Linked DNA regions of Anas platyrhynchos: region 2 is linked to region 1. Evidence: chromatin contacts called from public Hi-C data. All regions are on one chromosome and are shown on one strand. The core of a region is the stretch at or near the end of the contact, and the rest is flanking DNA. Distances in the headings are between cores, read along the strand shown. Region 1 has its middle 6.6 kb from the start of CDKN1B. Region 2 has its middle 36 kb from the start of GPR19.

The links. Hi-C and Micro-C count contacts between places; a contact is called where the count stands out from the background.
Region 2: a contact with region 1 is called in a Hi-C map of skeletal muscle, with 2.5 times the contacts expected there. The contact joins two enhancer-like sites. A contact is called at or near these places in 3 of 8 Hi-C or Micro-C datasets (F1 follicle, liver and skeletal muscle).

The regions. Positions count from the first base shown.
Region 1 is chr1:70,156,785-70,162,749 of IASCAAS_PekinDuck_T2T, reverse strand. No RefSeq gene overlaps it. Among named protein-coding and RNA genes, the nearest start is that of CDKN1B, 6.6 kb to the right of the region's middle. Within about 2 kb of position 3,504, at least 2 of the 8 cell types and tissues checked have an H3K27ac peak or open chromatin away from gene starts, as enhancers often do.
Region 2 is chr1:70,220,438-70,226,402 of IASCAAS_PekinDuck_T2T, reverse strand. No RefSeq gene overlaps it. Among named protein-coding and RNA genes, the nearest start is that of GPR19, 36 kb to the left of the region's middle. Within about 2 kb of position 3,657, at least 1 of the 8 cell types and tissues checked has an H3K27ac peak or open chromatin away from gene starts, as enhancers often do.

The DNA.
Region 1 (5,965 bases), core at 2,255-4,754:
CCTTCTGCAGACCCCATGTTCAGAGCTGAAGCTGGCCCTTCACATGAACAGCCAAACCAGACTTCAGTTCCTGGTGAGAGCACTTCTTGCTACTTTGCTCTGTTGATTAGTTCTTTGTCTGAAACTCTGTGGTCCCGAAGCCATGCTATTGCTTGAGAGTTTGGAGTCTTTCATTTCTAGTAAAATGAGCTCCTGGTACCTGTGGGTAAGGAAGAAGTCTCAAAAGGCAGAAGACATTAAAAAGAACCCTGACATTTACTTGTTTGGAAAACTCATTATTTTTAAAACCCTGAAGCGACCTCGCACCCTCAAAGCCATGTACTCATCAGAGCCTAGCCTTCGCCTCCCCACTAGGCACCCCAAGAAGGCTTATTGCCAACCATCTTCTAGAGCATTAGACAGGTTTCAAAGGTGTTTAGACACCTGAATGCCTTTGAGGAGTTGGCCCTGAGTTCCCAGCAGGCTTAATTTGGCCTGGTGGGTGGCTGACTAGCCTCTTTTGATTGCTGAGTGTTGTTTTTTTTTTCTTATTATTTTATTTATTTATTTATTTATTTTTATTTCTAACTCTGAGGCTGAGCAAGCCAACCACAGCAGGAAGTGATAGGACCTGATGGAAGAGTCTAGCAAGGTCTAATAGTTTGCTCTGAAGACTTGCAAGGAACGTGTTAGAAAGGGCCCTCACTGGCCTAAGAAGTCTCTGTGTTTGCAGGTTCCCAGGGCTGTCTTGAAGTCCTGTGGGCTCAAAGAAGCATTCAGGCATCCACAAAGCCACAAGGGCTTGCATTATTGTTATTGTTGTATTTTTGTTCAATGTGGGAGAAGAGCAAGTGAATTCTATGAGGTTGTACATGGTTTGCAAGAACTAGAGGCTACCACAAGTAGAAGAACTTACTTTAGCACCTCATAATGGAGATCTGAGGAGCAGTTACTGAGTGAGACCATAGCTCTTGCTGCTTCTGTGATTTCCCACATATTTGTTGCAAAGCTGGGGTAAGGATTAATAGCAGAAAAGAAAATAGTGGATCATGTCTTTCCAGTCAGGCATATTTTGCTTTGCTAGAGCATTCAGGAAGAGAATCCCAGTTGTAAGCATGCTCAGGTCCTATATATCTAAGTTAGAAAACACCTGCAGCTCCCATTTATTTCAATAGGATTTGAAAATCTAGTGTGTGTGCTGAAAAGCAGGCCTAAAGAGCTATAGCACAGCATGAAGTCACATAGTTTTCATGGCAAATAAAAGCTGAACCTTCATATTGTGGGTGAAAAAACACTGCTAACTCTTGGTTATTTTATCAAGCCTTGAGATATTTGGTGCCTTTGTGGAAGTCACCTCCCCCAAAGCAAGGTGTTTTTGTGAATATGAACCTGAAATAATATCTATGTATTTCTAGCACGTGCAGCTGTGGCAAAAAGCTGGAATACAGGATTCTTCATGGGCTTCAGCATGCAAAGTAAATGAAAGCCTCACAGTATGATTTAACCTAGGCTGCTGTTTTTGATGAGGAATGGCTCATGTATTTTGAGTATAATTACCTATTCTGGGGAGAAGGTGTCTGAATTTCTTGCTTTTCTCGAGGCACCGCAGCAAGAGCAGGGTCAGGGTGGTTGGTCTGGATACCTGAACTGCAAATATCTAGAGTGAAGGGGCTGTGTTTCACCCTGGCCTCTTGCATTATCAGCTGTGGTTCATCTTAGCCGTTCAAGAAAACTATTAAATATACACTACAATATTTGCAATGCTTACTTTGTCCTTTGCAAACTGCTTTGGGCAGTTGTTGTTCTCAAAAGCCCTTTCAAACTAGAGATAACAAGGTGACAAATGCTTTAAAGTGATGCTTTCAGGTACTTGTCTTTGAACAGAACTCCCAGTTTAGCTGCTGGCACCCAGAACAAAGGAAGCAACAAGGCAGCTTGTTAGAGTCAAAAAAAAAACAAAAAACAAAAAACACAACACAGCAGATTAGGCCCCTGCCACAAGAAATGCTTAAATCTTTATGAGGGAAACACAGGACAAATACGGGTAAATAAAAAGGACTCTCTTTCTCCGTATTTCTCATACACAACTGAAATGATGGCCCGAGTGAAGGGAGGGAGCATTTTGTAACAGACCGGCTTCTCTAAAATAATATTTGCCTTTCTGCGTGCCAGCTTGCTCTACTATTTCAAGCATGGCTGATTTAGGGGGAAGCGAAGCACCAGGGGCAGCCCGTTGGTGGCGGGGCTGGCCAGGCTGCTGGCCTGGCACCACTCCTGCTGCTGCGGGTGGCTTCAGGAGGAGCAAGGAGCACGGCCACAGGCAGCACGGCCAGGAGCTCTTAGAGGGACGAGAGAAGGGGAGGGATCCTTCTGAACCTGTTTTACAGGTTGCTTATGAGAGGATCTTCTTAGAGGAAATTATTTTGGGACGGCCCCAAAAGAACACGTGTGATTCCAATGTGGGGCCATTGGTATGAAGAGGTCCTTTTTCTTTTATCTTGAACTGTCTGTCACCTACCTCATATTGATTTTCTTGTTGCCAGAGACTTGCAGAATCAGTTTACAATCTTTTTCTGTAATAACGTCATGTTTCTGTAGGTCAAACAAAACCTGGAGCTGTATAATTCCCTTGCTGGGTTTATTAACACAAACAAGGTGTGGTAAGCTTGAAATGTAATTGTTACTGTTATATTTGTAATTACCCCAGCACACAGAGACCTTGCCTGAGACTGAAGTCCCACTGTACCAGGATCTGTGCAAACAGAGCGTTTCTAACAGCTTAAAGTCTAAACAGACAGGAAAAGAGAGAGAGGAGAAACATGGGTGGCTAGTTGCAGCAGCGTGAATAACATGACCCAGGAAAGCCAGAACCAGAACTCTGAGCTACAGCCCTGATTGTACTTAATGCCACCATTTTGCTATCTGAGATGGGTCATCTCCCTTAAAGGGTTTAGAAAGTGGCCAGACCAGTTCCTCTGTTTATAGAAGGAAGATGTTTGTAGACCTCTTGATCCCAAAGCAATTAATATAGTCCACAGGGGGAGAAAGAGGAAGAAAAAAAATAAATTAAAAATAGGCTAGAGTCTCATGTAAATGGCACCCTAAGTGCCTAAAAATTGTTACAGATGTTTTTGTGTAAGGTTATTTTTTTGGTGAGTGGCCTCTCTGTGGTCAGTTGTAAGCATCACATTTACATAGTTCTGTATTTCTGAAAAAGCCGATTGCATAAAGTTGGGATCACACCAAATGAAAACAAAACACAACACTAACAAAAAATAGCAAGCTCTTCCAACAACGTTCAGTAACTGAGTTAGAGGTTAGTGCTGCGTTCTAGAACAAAAAAAAAAATAAATATACAGGCACCATATGATTTCATGCACTAAAAAATTTTAAACATTTCAGAGGAACATAACATATGACATAGGGTGTTTTTATTTAATGAATGGCTTTAAAAAATGGGGCCAGTGTCCCTTCTCACAGATGTACATCCTGTGCCAAGAGCATTGCTGTACAATGTGTCATCACTTGGGAACCTAAAGAATTGTACTTGAGAAAACATTGCTACAAAATATCATCCCCTTCCCAGAAAGGTTCACTTCAGGCTTTGTAGAAAAACAGAACAACTCATTTCCACTGAATATAATTCATCTATTGAGAAACTTTCTTAAAGGCATAGGTTGTTGAGCAAGTGGCTGGAAAACTGTTTAATCTCATAGTAACAATAATAGTTCATCACTATTATTACTACTTAGCTCTTGCATAGCGCTCTCCACCCTCAGAGGATTTTACAAACATGAAGCAGTTCATCTTCGCGGTACCCCAGTGAGGTGGGAAAGTGCTATTAGCCCCTTTGCAGGATCCGTGCAGGGGTGCCTTCTCCCTGAAGTGTTTTGCCTGAGTGGGGCTTGTCTTCCTCACTCTAAATGCCGCGTTTTCTGCTTCTGACCAGCCCGAGGTAGAGCTACTGTGGAGACAAGGCCCTTCAGTTTTACCGTAAAGGTCAGCCCTGAATCTAGAGGGCTTTGTCCGATGTATTTGTACCTCAGAGTGTTTCATATGATTGGCACTGCAGCAGGGAGGAAAGGAAAGGGGAAATGGGAAAGAAAAAAGGGGTAAGGAGAAATGAGTAAGGAAAGAGAATGGAAAATGAAGGGCAGCAGGCTGTTTAGCTGCTACGAGAAGCCTCTAGTTAAGATGCTCATGTGAGCAACTTGCTGTTCGAGCAAAGTGGCAAGTGCTATGTGATGTATAAATGGGAACTCATCACAGATGGAGCTACACTGGCTCAAAAATCCTTTTGTTCTGATGATGTGTTTTGTTTGGAGAAATTAGACCAGTTTACAGCAAGGAATTGTTTTATTGATTTAAACCTCATCTCCACAACAGCATTGTTCATCGGGGTAACTAAACACAAGGGTGTATGTGCATTTATTTTTGGGGACTGTAACTGAATGTCCTCTTAAGAGTTTATCACCCAGCAAGTTGCATTGCTGCTGCCTTTAGGATGCTCCCAGCATCACCTGCTTCAAAAGCAGCACAAGTTCTCTCTCTCATTGCATACTTGAGGAAAAAAAAAAAAAAAAAGGGTGGGTGGGTGGGGGGGGAGGGAAGTGGTTTGAGCCCTGGCAAGAGATTCTTTCCCATTCCAGGATCATTCAGAAGAACCGCTCCTTTAGCAGGTCAAGGGGAGGATGGTGACCATTGGAGAGCTGCTGTAGCTCCAGAGGGAAAAGAATGAGTAACTCTGAGTGCTAATAATTTAACCTGGATCTTCCACAGACATAACAGTTTGTATAACCTGCCCTTAGGCACAGTGGGACGGCCCAGCCCCTTTCCCCAGCTCTGACAGATTACCCGCTTGCTTTTCAAAACAGCTCCCTTTAAGGACACCCCTAGCCCTGCCCGCAGTCAGGCTCCTCGCAGGGGCTCGAAAATCACCTGGACCATTCCTCGCCCCCTGAGATGCCACCCAGGACTTGTAGCAGGGTCTCCAGCCCGGGGCTGAGCCGCCCTCCTCCTGCAGCGAGGGGAGCAGAGCCCGGTGCGGCGCGAGGCACCCCCGGAGCAGGGACCCCCAGAGCATCCCTAGCGCTGCTGGCACCTGAGGCGGGGGGGGGGGGGGGGGGGGGGGGGAGGAGGAGGCCGGGAACGCCGACTCTGGCCTGATCTCTGTCCTTAGGCTCCCTCTAGAGTTTACAGCGACCGAGCAAAAGGTCTTCAGCTCCGCTTGGCTGCATCCTCCCGTTGCGGTGCGGCCGCATCCAGGCTCCTGCCCGCAGCAGGGCAGCGGGAGCGGCTGCTGGCAGGGATGCTGCTGGCTGGGATGCTGCTGGCAGGGATGCTGCCCGCCGGGCTCTGGCACCCTTCCCTAATGCTGAACCCTAACCCTGGCCACGAGGAGCCCGTTAAGTGCCTCGGGAGTATCCTCAGGGTGCTCAGGTGAATTTTCCTGGGGTCTGTGGCTCCGGCCTTGCAGCGGCCTCATCCCAGGTCTCTGGAAGAAGTCAGGGTTTTGTCAGAAAAAGCAGAGGTGGTATGGGAGCAGCGTCAACTCAGTGGCAGCTGAGATGGGGGAGAACTCCCCGAAGCCTCCAGCTTCCTGACGGGTCACCCCATGCTCTTGCCTTCCCCATCCTCAAGCCGGGAGGAGGGTGCACCCCGTGGAGTACCATCCCCAGCCCACCTGCGGCTTGCGAGGGAGCCCCAGGTCACCCCCCTCGCTGAGTGCGGCTCGGATGCGCCTCGCCGTTTCGCCTAACAGCCTTATAAAGTGCTGGGAGAGGAGAGTGGCCGGGAAGAGGGCGGGAAGCCTGCCTGAGCGGTGCTGGAAGGGAGAGAAGCAGCCGGCAGCTTTGCCCGTGGGGAAGCCCAGACGCCAGAGGGGAGCAGGGCGCCGGGGGGAGTGGGGACGGGGCGTTCAGGGGGCTGAAAGGAGCCAGGACATCCTCGCACAAAACAGACCCCCCTGGGGACACCCCTCCCCAGG
Region 2 (5,965 bases), core at 2,408-4,907, 64 kb before region 1:
AGGGCAGACCCTTTCCTCTGAGATATTTAGTCACAATTTGATGAGTATCCAAGCACAGATTTTTACATCTCCTTTTTAACTTCTCTGCTCATGTCTGAAGACTTCACATTTTGCCCATCTGGTTGCAGAAGGCTGAGCCAAACTCCCTCAACAATTCTTCTAGATAGCTGCTGCATTGCAGCTGACCAATTAGGCAAGCCTGAAGCACATTTGCACCTTCCTGATTTGAGAGGGGAGCTTGGAGCAATGCAGGAATCCTGCAAGATAGTTGAAACCCACTTGGCTTCTACCAGGCTTCTTCTATTCCTCCTTTGGCACGTATTAGCCCTGGGCCAGTGAGATGGTGATGCAGGATCAGCATGGAGCCACCCAGTTTGTTCCAGGGCCTCTGCATCCCATGTTTGCCTGCAGACTTGAGCTAGAGGAGAATAGAACTTGGTCCTGGGAGTTCACTTTTTTATCAGTGCATTTAAAAAATATTGAAAGAGATAAGACCCTGGGCTGAACCTTATGCACAAGTTGTACTGTTTGCAGTGAGTACAGAAGGTTGCTTAAAGGGAGACCAAGAAGTGAGCCCCCTTGCTCATTGCTTTTGTGGCTTGTGACTGAATCCCACTAAAAACATCTTGTGATTTATTTCAGCTGCATAATAATATTACAAAGTAATAAAAATAAAGGCATATTTAATGATGTCCTTCCATTAAATGGTATGCCCTGGCTGTCTACCAATAGTTCTACAGACCTACTGGTGCCTGTGTCTCTCAGTGTGGGGAGAGACATTAAATACCATGATAGAGTCCTATGTACCACCAGGTTATGCTACACAATTCATTTCCATCAGGAAAGTCTCCCTCTCTCTCTCTCTCTCTCTTTTCTTTTTTTCCCCTTGGCCATTGCAACTTTGCTATACTAATAAACACAGTTGTGTAGTGGGACCCAATTTAAACAAACACTTGACATAGTAACTTCACTGGACACATCCAGAATGGGACATCTGGGTCTCATCACACACCAAAGGTCTCTTCTCTCACCCTCTCATCTTCACAACATATCACTGCTCTCAGGCAGAGCTCTCTTCAAGTCTTCACCATGCATTTGTTCTTTCCATTATTAGTTTTAAAAAGTCAGGCAATCCCTGTTCAGAAGAGAAAAGGAATAAGGGTCTTCAAGTGTACATGGGACTGCAAAAAAATGTGGAGGCGAATTGCAATTGTTGGATAAAAATCATTTACCAACATCCTCCTTCTTGAAGGGTTCCTAATTGTCTTACAAACTGCATAGAGATCACTTTTCTGTAAATTACAGTGCTGTGAACTCCGCTGCAAATGAAGAGTGGCTCTGTCTGCTCTCCTGTTGCACAGCACAGGGTATGCCGGTGGATGCTGCCCCAAACAGAAGTCCAGCAAGGGAGGGCCAAGCACACCAATTGCTCAGAGTTTCAGAAGCTTGTTTCTGTGCAATGAAGCATGCCTGATAGGGTATGTCAGGTGCCGGTTTGCTATAGAAAAATGTTAAGTGCATATGCTTTCTCCTCAAATCACCTCGCCCCTGCTGTGACCACCACTGACAACACTCAGTAACCTGCCCATGTTGTGGGGGTGGTCTGCTCAGCTGGTGGCCCATGTGGCTACCTGGTGCAAGCAGAGAGGGAGATGCGGGAGCAACGGGTGCTGGAAGAGCACCCGAGGATGGCGATGCTTGAATAAAATGGTCCCTGCTTGAATACTGCTATGCAGAGGGTTTGGGTCATCTCTGACTCAGATGGTTTCCTGCATACCAAGTTACCAGCACAGCTTTCGGTGGCACTTGTGTTTTTCTTGACGGTTTCCCATCTAGGGCTCTAGCAATATTGACCTTGGTTAATTATTCCCAGAGGGAACATATACACACAGCATCCTCCCACACAAGGCTGTGCTGCCAGATTAATCCCAACCTGCTGCAGAGGTGGAGGAATGGAGTATGGGGCAGGGAAAGCAGTGAGGGTTTGTCAAGATGGCCAGGCAAGGGGATGGAGGGTGAACAGGCTCAGGGAAGGGGCAGCACCAGTCATCAGCACTGGAGCACCTTTCTGAGAGGAAAATAATTCTTCAAAACAATTCTGTCTTGTGGCTCATCTGCTTGTCTGTGACAGCTCTGTGTGACAAGTCTTGTAACTTGGCTAGGAAGGGAAGCAAAGCCTCATGGCAGACTGCTGGGTCTGTCTCCTAACAGACCCAGAGTGTTTTCTGAATCTGTGTGTCTAATAGAGACCTCATGTTCTCTGCCTGGTTTCTCATGGCAGCCTGCTATTCACCCAAAATATCAGCACAATGAGAATTTAATAACATATGGCATAATTATTACATATTATACAAAATGCTGTAATTGTACATATTACATTATTCAGAATTAACATGTTGTTTTAGAGCAGCTTCCTTTGCACTCCTTCCCCAGTCATACTGGTCTTGGTAAGAGTATAGATGGTAAAAATTAACACATGCTGAAGCAAAATGCTTAATATTTGATGCTTTCTTTACACTTCATACATAAGTGAGGAGAAGAAGGAGAAGGAGAAGGAGAAGGAGAAGGAGAAGGAGAAGGAGAAGGAGAAGGAGAAGGAGAAGGAGAAGGAGAAGGAGAAGGAGAAGGAGAAGGAGAAGGAAAAGGAGAAGGAGAAGGAGAAGGAGAAGGAGAAGGAGAAGGAGAAGGAGAAGGAGAAGGAGGAAGAAAAAGAGGAGGGTGCGGAGGAGGAGGTGGAGGAGGAAGAGGGCAAGAAAGAGAAAAAGGAGGAGAAGAAGAAAAAAGAGAAAGAAGGAAAGACCAACATTTTCCCCCTTTTCAGTTTCCATTTAACTTAAATTGCAGGTCTAGCCAGTTCTACGATGAAAGTGTAAACAAACCTCTTAGAGCTGGGGATGTGTGACTTAAAGAGCTTGGCTGGAGAGGTGCAGGGTCTAACTTTTAATCTGCCTTGCTCACCCCTCCAGGACCTATTTTTTTTCAAAGCTGTTTTTCTGCACTCTAATGTTCTGCCAGTCACAATTTGTATTTCCAAACACATGAAAGAACTGTTTCCTGTCTCCAGTGGAAAAAGAGAGGAAGAAGGTATTTAAAGTCCAAACTAGACTTTCTTTTAAAGCCCACTACAGGAAAACACAAGCTGCTTCCCTGATGGGCACGGTTCAGGTGGCTGTGTGAGCCCGACCCCACGCGGGAGGTGTTAACAAGCCATGTGCGCAGGGTTGCATTCCCATTTCCAGTCCAGCGCCAGCTCCACTCGCTTGCACAGGAGTCAAAGTGGTGATCCGTGGCAGCACCCCAGCGAGGCATGATGTCACGGACCCTGCTCTCTAGCTGCCCCTCGCACGGCCAGCGGAGCCCCATCGCGTGGAGTTAATCATTGACTTGGAAGCCTCGCCTCGGTCCTGACACGGGAGGGGGCCTGGCAGGGAGGCAGGACCCGTGAGCTGCAGCACTGGACAGTTTTGGCTCTTGCTGAGCCACTGAAGCCTTTGGGAGGTGCCTGGCACCACCGGGAGAGGGCTCGTGGACAGGAATTGGATGCCAGCTCAGTGTTTGGAGGTGCTGTTTTATGTGTAGCAGCTCCCCACCACCACTCGTCTAATCTCTATTACATATCTACAGACAAAACAGCTACTTGGCATTGCGTTGCGGATGTCTGCAACTTTTGCCAGGACGTTGAACAGAGGCCAGGAACTTGGGTGGAGACAGGAGCCAGAAGGTCATCTGGGGTTGCTGCTCTTTGTTAGAGCTAAATAACGTTGTGAATGTATTAAGCCCCTTTCCATGCACTGATTTTATTTTTTTTTTCAATGCCTTCAGTACATTTTTTTTTTCTTTTTCTGGGCTGGATTCATGTACAAATATGCAAAGCAGAACAGTCTGCTCATTTGTACTTAGCATGAAATCCTGATTTTATTTATTTATTTATTTATTTATTTATTCAGGAAAACGAACTGAAATACTGTAACAGCCTGCTCCGTGAGAACAAGACCTCGGGTTCTTTGTCACTTCCTCTCTTTCAGCCACTGATCAGATGCTCATCTTCAGAAAACTATCCAACGATTGATTTCATTATTGTCCCCTAAGAGAAGCAGTTTAAAAAAAAAAAAAAAAAATGGAAGTGGGCTGAAGCAAATTGTGGCATCTGGAATTGCAAATCTGCTGCTGGATCCTGTGGTGCTGCTGAGCAGTAGTCCTCGTCGTGCTGCCAGAGTCAGCTGGGACTGAAAAATCGCATGAGTGAGATCTGCATTTAATACAGCTGATGTTTTTATATGAGGACAGTGGCTGTATGGATGCGTCTACCTGTAAGATGACCAAGTTTATGCATACATTATTAAGCCTTTAGTGTGGGTCTCCTTCATCAAAGAGGCTGCTGATGAAAGGAACAGTCCAAGTGACTGTTCTCTTCTTAAACTACAGCAAATATAGTTATGACTATAGTTATAACTATAGTTATAGACTTACATAGGGACGGTAAATAATGTGGCCTCAAGACAATCATGTTACAGTTTTCGTTTTGACACCATGGTAACTGCATATCTGGGTGAACACATGGAGTTCAGGGATTCATGGCAAAACCTCTACACTTGTTAGACTGACAATGCTGTGGCTATAGACAAGTGCCTTCCTCCTTATTTATTTATTATTATTTTTTGGATATTCTCATTAAAGTCGACTCATCCCTGGCTCTACTGCTCGGGGTGTGACAGTTGCGGAAGGAGTGTTGTTGCAGTTTACAGGGTGGCTTTTTGGTGCAAAGTCCCTCTTGCAGGAAGAGCTTCTCATCACTTTGCTTAACAAAAGGCAATGGGTGTGTTATGTGTCACCCAGCTGCTGATCTGGTTCATCCCTGGAATAGGATTGTTTTGTGTCGACTAAAAACATACTTGCATGTAAGATGCAAATACCCATGCATCTCTATATATTTATATACAGATATATGGATGCATGAACACAATAATCATAATAAAGAATCAATTAAATAATACATATATGTTTTTATACATATGTGCTTTTCCATGGAATCTTGCCAGATGATAGGTATAGTAACATGAAATATTTTCATGGCTTTGTTTATCCAGACTGGCACTGTTTTCCAGAGATATTATCTAATTCTAGCATCTGAAAGACTCTTAGAGTAAGATTTCATAGTAACCACAAATAACAAAGGGAGGAAGATTGTCGAAAGGTAAGAAGGCTGATCTTGATTTGCAGCAGGCAAGCTAACAATTCCCTGCAGTCTCTCAGTCCTACATCCAAGCTTCTTTATGCTGCTTCGCTGTTTGGTATGGCTTTTTTTTTTTTTCTTTTAAAAGGACAAGACAAATTGTCTAGCCACAAGAATTCAAGCAATGCTTTTAATCTCAGCAAAGAAATACGCTGTACTGCTTGGCTGCCTTTAAAGTCAAATATTGCAATATTTCAGCAAAAGGTGTATTGGTAGAAGGGGGAGCTGTAGCTTAACATAGCTGTGCTGTAAAGCCTATTTAGCTCTACAGCACGTCATTTGCAGCCCAGAAGCCCCCCTTGCCATCAGAGACAGGGTGAGGAACACCGCTTCTTCCCCACCCTTTTGCAGTGACATGGCCCCCACAGCCCCCAGACCCTTCTTGGCCACAGCTGGACAAGCCAGTGTGGCTTGGCATGTCTGCTCCCCATGGGCAGCCTCACAAAAAGGTGCCTGCCACATTTGTGTTTGTAAAGTCTCTGTCTAGCTAATAATGGAGGTGGGTATTTTAATAACCTTCCTATGGTTTAAGAAAAGGATGATTTCACTGTACCTGTGCTACTCGGGGACCCAGTCCATCCCTGTGCCACAACAATCCCATGAGAGCAAAGGCGAGTCACTGTCCTTTTCCATTCATTCCTAGCTCCCCCCTTCCCTCAACAGACCAGAACATGTATCATGTAGTTCCTGACCAGATAAAGAATCCAACATATGGCTTGTAAGGTCAGAAAG